Linked DNA regions of Ovis aries: region 1 is linked to region 2. The links are chromatin contacts, called in public Hi-C maps. All regions are on one chromosome and are shown on one strand. The core of a region is the stretch at or near the end of the contact, and the rest is flanking DNA. Distances in the headings are between cores, read along the strand shown. Region 1 overlaps IGFBP2 (insulin like growth factor binding protein 2). Region 2 overlaps RPL37A (ribosomal protein L37a).

Region 1 (4,548 bases), core at 188-2,687, 150 kb before region 2:
GAGTCCGTGATGCCATCCAACCATCTCATCCTCTGTCGTCCCCTTCTCTTCTTGCCCCCAATCCCTCCCAGCATCAGAGTCTTTCCCAATGAGTCAACTCTTCGCATGAGGTGGCCAAAGTATTGGAGTTTCAGCTTTAGCATCAGTCCTTCCAAAGAACACCCAGGACTGATCTTCTTTAGAATGAATTGTTTGGATCTTCCTGCAGTCCAAGGGACTCTCAAGAGTCTTCTCCAACACCACAGTTCAAAAGCATCAATTCTTCAGCAGAGGAACCAGAGATCAAATTGCCAACATCTGCTGGATCATTGAAAAAGCAAGAGAGTTCCAGAAAAACATCTATTTCTGCTTTATTGACTATGCCAAAGCCTTTGACTGTGTGGATCACAATAAACTGTGGAAAATTCTGAGAGATGGGAATACCAGACCACCTGACCTGCCTCTTGAGAAACCTATATGCAGGTCAGGAAGCAACAGTTAGAACTGGACATGGAACAACAGACTGGTTCCAAATAGGAAAAGGAGTATGTCAAGGCTGTATATTGTCACCCTGCTTATTTAACTTATATGCAGAGTACATCATGAGAAATGATGGGCTGGAAGAAGCACAAGCTGGAATCAAGATTGCCCGGAGAAATATCAATAACCTCAGATATGCAGATGACACCACCCTTATGGCAGAAAGTGAAGAGGAACTAAAAGCCTCTTGATCAAAGTGAAAGACGAGTGAAAAAGTTGGCTTGAAGCTCAACATTCAGAAAACGAAGATCATGGCATCTGGTCCCATCACTTCATGGGAAACAGATGGGGAAACAGTGGAAACAGTATCAGACTTTCTTTTGGGGGGCTCCAAAATCACTGCAGATGGTGACTGCAGCCATGAAATTAAAAGACGCTTACTCCTTGGAAGGAAAGTTATGACCAACCTAGATAGCATATTCAAAAGCAGAGACATTACTTTGCCAACAAAGGTCCATCTAGTCAAGGCCATGGTTTTTCCAGTGGTGATGTATGGATGTGAAAGTTGGACTGTGAAGAAAGCTGAGCGCCGAAGAATTGATGCTTTTGAACTGTGGTTGAGTAATGCAGCTCTGGGCAAACGAATAGTAAGTGGTGGGACAGAATTCAAACCCAGGTGTCTCAATTTCGGCTGGAAAGCACTAGAACCTTGATTACATTAATTAATTAAAACACCTTGCCTGTTTTTTGATGGCAGGGCACAGCCCCAGGATGAGAATTTTTTTAGTGCCTCGGTTGATTCAAATATTAGTCAAGCTGAAAACTGCCAGGGTAGCAGCCACCGGCTGCCGACGACAGCTGAGGGGATCAGAGGATAGGGGGCGCACCCCTCGGGGAGGGGCTGGTGACCCACAGGGCACAGATCCAACCAGTGCCCAAAGCCCTCTAGACTCTCCAGAACCTCCCTGCGTCCACCCACAGAGGGCAGTATAACTCAGGGCTGAGCAGCAAACCCACCTAGGAGTCAGGGGACCCGGTCCCAGGCAGTGCAGGTTAGGCATCATCTGTGAAGTGAAGCTAACAATAGCACCTTATTTGTGGATTCCTGAGGACTAACTGAGCTTTAATGTACTTCCGGGGCAGTCAGCCATTCGCCGGTACAGCCCAGAGGCTCTGGCTGGGGATCTGCCTGCTTTGGGGCACCTGCTTTTTTTCTTCTCCAAGTGAAGCTCATCTCACCCCCAGGCCTGGCCCCAGGTGTCCGTCTGCCTCTCCTTCCTGAGTTGCCAGGTGGCTGATCAGGAGGGTGGTGGCCCAGGCATGGCTGCCTCTGGTCCCCTCCTCCACATGGGAAGGGGTACGATGTCACAGAAGGGCGCTGCGGAAAGTGAGGCCGTGTGAACAGTGGGCCTGAAAGCACCGAGCACCACTTCCCCGTGGCCTCCTGCAAAGTGAAGCTGTTGTTTAGCCACTGAGTTGTGCCCAGCTCTTTGAGATCCCGTGGACTGCAGCCCGCCAGGCTCTTTGAGACCCCATGGACTGCAGCCCGCCAGGCTCTTTGAGATCCCATGGACTGCAGCCCGCCAGGCTCCTTGAGATCCCATGGACTGCAGCCCGCCAGGCTCTTTGAGATCCCATGGACTGCAGCCCGCCAGGCTCTTTGAGATCCCATGGACTGCAGCCCGCCAGGCTCTTTGAGATCCCGTGGACTGCAGCCCGCCAGGCTCTTTGAGACCCCGTGGACTGCAGCCCGCCAGGCTCTTTGAGACCCCGTGGACTGCAGCCCGCCAGGCTCTTTGAGATCCCGTGGACTGCAGCCCGCCAGGCTCTTTGAGACCCCGTGGACTGCAGCCCGCCAGGCTCTTTGAGACCCCGTGGACTGCAGCCCGCCAGGCTCTTTGAGATCCCGTGGACTGCAGCCCGCCAGGCTCTTTGAGATCCCGTGGACTGCAGCCCGCCAGGCTCTTTGAGATCCCATGGACTGCAGCCCGCCAGGCTCTTTGAGATCCCATGGACTGCAGCCCGCCAGGCTCTTTGAGATCCCATGGACTGCAGCCCGCCAGGCTCTTTGAGATCCCATGGACTGCAGCCCGCCAGGCTCTTTGAGATCCCATGGACTGCAGCCCGCCAGGCTCTTTGAGATCCCATGGACTGCAGCCCGCCAGGCTCTTTGAGATCCCATGGACTGCAGCCCGCCAGGCTCTTTGAGATCCCATGGACTGCAGCCCGCCAGGCTCTTTGAGATCCCATGGACTGCAGCCCGCCAGGCCCTTTGAGATCCCATGGACTGCAGCCCGCCAGGCTCTTTGAGATCCCATGGACTGCAGCCCGCCAGGCCCTTTGAGATCCCATGGACTGCAGCCCGCCAGGCTCCTCTGTCCATGGGATTCTCCAAGGCAAGAGCACTGGAGTGGGGTGCCGTTTCCTTTTCCAGGGGTTCTTCCCAACCCAGGGATCGACCCTGCATCGCCTGCATTGGCAGGCAGAGTCTTTACCACTGAGCCACCAGGGACGCCGGCCAGGTGGGGAGCCCCCTGGAATTGGCCGGGGCTGGAGATACCAACAGAACCAAGCGGGCAGAATTCTGCTTCAGAACTAGGGCCTGTGTCTGTGCCCTTTCCCTGGTCCCTCGGCTTCAGCCAAGAGATGCTTGCTATTCTGGAGCCAGACAGCTCCTTGGGCCCCTCAGCAAGCAGGTCTGAGACTCCAAGTCACAACAGACCCACTAACTTCCCTTCGGGGTGATTACATGTCTCCCGTGGGGTAACAGAGCTCTCCTTAATTTGGGGGGCCAGAGGACCCCAATTCCAATTTCTGGGATCCCTTTCTTCCTCTGCAGTGTCATCTCAATGTGAGATGGAAGAAGAGACACTGGGGTCCACCCCTCCTCCCCCAGAGCCCACCCCAGGGGCAGGGGAGGTTGGCCAGACTCCTAGGGCTGTGCTAGGGGGCTCCACCTGGATTCATGACTTCCTCCGCTCCATCCATCTCCTTTCTGTTATGAACCTAAGGCTGGCCTGCCCAGCTTGCCCACGCAGTCGGGGCAAAGCTGGAGGGAAGGAAGCTGGCAAGCCTCAGAACCTCTTTTGGACCGGGGGCGGGGGAGCAAAGACTCAGGCAAAAGACACACAAGCTTTATTTTTCCTTCCTTTAATCTTAAGCAAAAGAGACACAGGGGTTCAAAAATAAAAATTTCTTTTTTTCCCTCTCCCAAACATTTACCCCAGCTCCGCCACTGCAACCATCCCCTTCCTGCCCAGCAGGGCCTCGAGCAGGGAGGGTGCAGGCATCTCCAGCTGGGGAGGGGGAAGGTGGGGGTGGGGTGGGGTGTGCCGAGCTCGGTGCCGGTCTCTTTCCAAATATAAATACACATGTCAGAACTCCTGGAAGCTCCGCCCCGCCACCCATCACGCATGCGCTCTGCATGCTCGGCCCGCTCCGGAGAGGGGTGGAGGTGGGGGGGTGCCGGGCACCGGCTGGCTGTGGCTTACTGCATCCGCTGGGTGTGCACCCCTCGAGCCCCCTGCTGCTCGTTGTAGAAGAGATGACACTCGGGGTCCCCCCGGATGGTGGGGGCTCCCTGGATCAGCTTCCCAGTGTTGGGGTTCACACACCAGCACTCCCCACGCTGCCCGTTCAGAGACATCTTGCACTGAGGAGAGAGGACATAAAGGACACCCCGATAAAAACGAGGGGGTCTCACTGACATGCAGACTCCTGTTCCAAGGTCTGGGTGTGCCTGCCAATCCCGCACGGTCATTCAAGCTCCAGTGTGGCGCGTGATGCTGGCCCAGGAACTGCGCTCTGGTTATTAGCAAGGCTGCTGGGGGGGGCTTCAATAGAATGGCTTGGCCCCCACACGTGCGGAGGTCCCATCCAGCAGATGACCCAGTGTACGGGATGGATGGATGTACACTTGTAAGGGGAGGTCAGCGGTAAAAGGTCCCACTCTATGCTGGGTGTGGTGTAAGCAATCTCTATGCTGCTTGCTTACAGTTCCTATCTAACATACATTCATTTAATCCCCACAATCACCTTGCAGATTAGGTACCAATGTTTTACCACTTTATAGATGGTCAGAAGGCCAGT
Region 2 (4,871 bases), core at 2,306-4,805:
TGCCACTCTTTACCCACACCTGATCATCTCCTATAAGGGGGTTCCCCACCCCCAACCCCCCCCACATTGTGGAACTCCATATGGCCATGTGACTGACTCTGGCCAAGAACTGTGGGCAGAGGTGGTCAGACTCACCCCTAGAGGGAGGCTGTACTGTAAGAGCAGGTCCCAGAACAAAGAAGATAATGACAGAAGCAGAGCACCAACTGACCCACAACAGACACAGAGTGTGGGCAAGAAGTGAACATGTTTTTGTCATAAGCACTGGCATTTAGGAGCTGTTGCTGCCATGTAACCTGGCCTTTCTTAGCTCGTATACAGATGCCCACATGCTCCCTTTTTTAATCAATGAAAATGTTCACACACAACTAGGCTCATTTTGTGATTTTAAGAAATATAATTCTTTTTTTTCCTTTCTGGCCATGTTGTACAGCTTACAGGATCTTAGTTCCCCAACCAGGGACCTAACTGGTGAGAATGCCATTGGACTGCCAGGGAAGTCCCAGAAAATATGTTTCTTAACATACACCTCTGCGGGTCTTAGTTCCCATGTCTCTAAAATAAGAGAAATAATATAATATCAATTGTTAATTAAATGTTTATCATGCGTCAAGGCTGTTCTTTGGAAAAGTATCCCATTTTATCCTTACAACAACCCAGGGAGGCAGGTGTTATCATCCTCATTATACAAAGGAGCAGAGGCCTAGAGAGGTTAGGAAACTTGCCTGAGGATATAAAATACTGAGTCTAGTTAATGATGGAATGCAAATAACCTGGCACCAGTCTGGTCTCCTGACTTCTGTGCTAAGTCTGTGGGTTCACCTCTAAGATCCAGTCTGTCTGGGACCCATGAAGGCTCTGTGACATTGCCATATGCTAACTGCCCTAGGCCTTCAATTTTGAAACCGAGACCCATTTCCACCACTGCCCTTCTCTTGTAGGTTTAAGACATCATTTATGCCGTGCTTTGAACATCTTGGAAGGCAGCAGAGGCATGGGGGTGTGGGGTGCCCCGGTTTGCAGAGGAGGATGCGCCTCCCCCCGGGGGCAGGGTCCACTCCAGTTATTTTCCAAAGTCGCAGTCTTGCTGCATGAGAAATGTGCTGCCGCAGCAGAAAGTCTTCCTGCTCCTGCCAGGAGACTTTTATATATACATGGAAATGGCTCACTGGAGAAGTGGGGGTCGGGGAGGGGGGGATTCCCTTGGGGGAGTTGGGGATGAAGGGGTGTGGGCTCATCGTGTGGCTCTGGATTCAGGTTGCAGGGAATTTGGTTCATTTAATCCCAATAAACCTCACAACAGGCACACCTCGAAGGCATGAGTGGAAGGCCAGCTCCTGTCCAGTAGAAGGACACTGGTGGGAAAACACACAGACTTCCCGTATCTTGAGCCCAGTTAGACCCTGTAAGGAACCTGCATCCATCTCCCTTCTGCGATTTTGAAAAGACATTTCCATTCTCTGTGGTCCTCCCTCCTGATGACCTGGTTCCAGAGGGTAATAAAAGCTCGAGTTCAACTGACCTGAAAAGAAACTGGTTCCTTCAGAGACACAGAAACACCAAACCAAGGGCCTCCAGAGTCTCTCAGCTTGAGGGCAGTAATGAAGCTCTCTCACATTAATCTGCACCCCGAACCACCCTGAGCTCCTTGCAAGGCTCTTGCAGATCCAATCCTGGGTTCTGGTCAGGGACGGAGCCCTGAATTAGACTCCTGCTCTGTTGTCATGACTGCGGGCAAGCCACTTCGCCTCTCTGAATCTGCACCTCCGTCTCTTTGAAATGATGCAGTTGGAGAAGACAAGCTCTAAGGATGCGATCGTAGCAGTGAGTCTAGGATGCCAAGAGATCTGTGGTTCTGGGACCATGCTGGCATAGCTGTCTTGCCTGACCATTAGCAAGAAGAGCAACACTGGTTTACCCCCTCCCATACTGTCTTCCCTAACTGTTATTGGAAGGCTAGAAACTCAATTTCTGTCCCTCTGTCTACCTTCCAGCCACATGTAACTCTCCTCCTGTCTCCACTAGCAGTGTGTACTGCCTGTGCAGTGGAGTACAGACGGATACTACCAAATATCTGCCACGTCATCAGCCACTTTGTTTTGACCCTCAGCAGCTCTGGCAAAGGACATGATAGAATTACTGTTGGCATGTATATGAGTTTCACTCACCTGCCTTTCACCTCACCTGTTAGCTGAGTTCACGGATATTTGGTTTCCATTTTGGCTTCTCTAAAAGAGTAGAGCTGAAGTACGAGAGGGACAACCTGGATTTTTTAAGGGCCCCAAACAATATGGTTTGAGTAATCCCTGTGTTTTTCTACAAGAAAGTGTTTCAACCGCTGATGGTCAGTAACATCAACAAATCCAACCCCTGCTCAGCCTCCTCTGATCACAACCCCAGTGGCCCCCTTCAGCTGCTCCTCACCACGCCTTCCTTTGGGCAACTAAGTGCTCACTCCCTTCCCTGCAGGGGAGCCTCCTGCAGTACTGCCCCCTACCCCCAGACGATCTTGGCCCTGACTCATTGGTGCTGACTCAAAGAAAAGAAAAGCAGACCCCTCAGGCAGCCGAGGGTGGACCTGGGCCAGAGCCTGCAGGAGTGGGCGGGAGGGCCAGCAGAGGCGGGGAACCCATCAATCAGCCTGTCACCAGGTCTTTGCTGGGCCCCTCCCCCACTCCCAACCGGGCCTGGGTCGGCACAGTGGGGTCCCAGAAAAGAAAGGGGAGAAGACAGGCATCTTTATTTTGTAGCAATTATAGATGTGAAGATGGAGCTCATTCCTTTTGGGGGTCCTTCCCCCAGTGAGGCAACCCACCATCACTCACAGGAGGAACGTCTGAGCACCGCCAGGACAGGCCGCCACAGTGGAGCTGAGGGAAAGGGGCAGCCAGGGTAGAGTTCTGAAGCTGTATTTGCCGATTCAGACAAAAGACTGAGATAGTGTCAGCTGTTTATAAAAAAGAGAGAAGGCAAATGGAAATTATGAGGAGAGTTTAATGCCCCCAAATCCACTCCCTAGGTACCACCATTTCCTTCACCACCCTCCACATTCTGGCTATAGGACAACCGGCTTCTATGAGTTAAAGCACTGTGCTTTTAAAATGTCCCTTCTAAAACTGTGCTACTCTAGGAGTGTCCTTTTAACCCTCTCAGTACCCAGGAATGCATTTGCAGAGAAGGAATACAGGCCTATAAAACATTCAGGGACACAGAAAAGTGACTTGAGGATGAGGAGGCCAAACTTTAGAAATCCAGAAAGAACGAGAATCCTGACTCAGCTGCTTCCCAGTGTGTAACTGAACTGGGGGTAGTGAGTCAGGTCCCGTGGGGCTTGGCCTCCCTATCTAGTGAAGAGGAGTAAAGCGGCAACCACACAGGGACTCGTGAGGGGAGGCACAAGGCTGCACTGCACAGGCACATCTGTCCGGGAAATGATACATGGCACTGAGTGAAAAATGGGAAGAAATAAGCCCGTGGTGAAGGAGCACCAGAGAAGACGGCACTTTCTCACTGTCTCCTCCTTCTGAGACGAGGCTTGATGAGCAAAACTTACCAAGAGCTCCCTCTGCTGTCCATTCTTACACTCACCTTCCTGCATCAAACACAATAAGCCCGCAGTCCTGAGTCCGAGGCTCAGGATGTACACGTGATCTAATTTAATCAGTGGAGTCCTGTTTGTACTTTATTAACATTACTTCTTGAAAACCTTCTTTCCTTTCCATTCTGTTGTCCCCTCCCTAACTTTACGCCTTTGTCTCAGGCCTGTGTCGGCCCTCCCATCACCAAAATCCCTCATGGTGTATCACGCTCAGGAAACCTCAATCTTTTTATCTGTAAAAAGTAAGTTTTCTCTGAAGTTCAAGCCACTAAACTAACAGAGCTAAAGCTGGAAAACGAAACTTCTAGGTCCCAAATTCATCCTTTTCTCACATTCCTCTCTCTCTCTGAAGTGTGCGACCTTAGACATAACATTTAACTTTTCTAAGCTACTTTTACCTTGTCTGGAAAATGGAAGAAAGAACTGTATTAATCCCATGAGTCTGGTGAGAAGAGAAAGGGAGACAACGCAGGAGCAAAGGAGAGTCAACAACAGAGAGCGCGTGACCAATACTTGCTATGATCTTCAAGCACGAGGCAAGTTCAGTGCTCAGAGTGGAAACAAAACGTGAAAACAGATAAGACTGGAAAGGTAAACAGGAGTCAAATCCAGAAGAGCATTGGAAAATATGGTCCCACAGTCATTTGGCGCAGGCTGCCTCAAGGATTACATGAGCTAACACAGGTCAACATCAGGCTCACAGCAAGGTCACATGTTAGGTATTCTTGATAAAACTCTCCTGCTGCTAGTCACAACTTGAAAGCAGGGAAATTTACAAGCAGAATAGCTGTGAGTTGATGAGGAAGGAATAGTTGATGATTAAGGAATAGTGGTTTGGAAGGGAAGAAAGACTTCGAAAAAAGAACATCAGGAAAAAGAAGTGAAGATCCAAATCAACCCTGTAACACTGGCCTTTGAATCTTAACAAATCACACCATTTCATGCGCACATGTGCACACCCATGCACACACACAGCTCCCCCATCAGAGATCAGCCCCTCTCATACTGGCTCCCTTTTAAGTCATACCTCCCTTGAGCAATCCATTGGCTCTGCCCAGTAGTGGAGTCATGAGGGCATCTCCCTGCATCTGTGTAACCTTTTGACTTACTCTGGGGGGCTACTGGTTTGTGTCTTCATTGCTTTAGTTACTCAGTTAGAAAGTCCAGGGTTTTGACAGTGTGTTTAATACGTTCCTCCTGTACTGACCTTTTAAAAGAGAAAAATAAAATTCTTGAAGCATCTGATAATGTGGTCGAGAGACCTGTACACCTT

What was found. Hi-C and Micro-C count contacts between places; a contact is called where the count stands out from the background.
Region 1: a Hi-C map of liver shows a contact between it and region 2, with 6 times the contacts expected there. The contact joins two enhancer-like sites. A contact is called at or near these places in 12 of 16 Hi-C or Micro-C datasets (blood, hypothalamus, liver and 7 more).

The regions. Positions count from the first base shown.
Region 1 is chr2:218,656,375-218,660,922 of ARS-UI_Ramb_v3.0, reverse strand. IGFBP2 (insulin like growth factor binding protein 2) reads right to left here. Exons shown (of 4, transcript NM_001009436.1): 4 at 3,594-4,111. The coding sequence ends at 3,947. Among named protein-coding and RNA genes, the nearest start is that of IGFBP5, 30 kb to the left of the region's middle. Within about 2 kb of position 1,437, at least 1 of the 54 cell types and tissues checked has an H3K27ac peak or open chromatin away from gene starts, as enhancers often do. A contact at or near this core is called in liver, where this site is marked.
Region 2 is chr2:218,508,000-218,512,870 of ARS-UI_Ramb_v3.0, reverse strand. RPL37A (ribosomal protein L37a) reads right to left here. Exons shown (of 6, transcript XR_009599642.1): 5 at 2,816-2,947. Among named protein-coding and RNA genes, the nearest start is that of RPL37A, 14 kb to the right of the region's middle. Within about 2 kb of position 3,555, at least 9 of the 54 cell types and tissues checked have an H3K27ac peak or open chromatin away from gene starts, as enhancers often do. A contact at or near this core is called in liver, where this site is marked.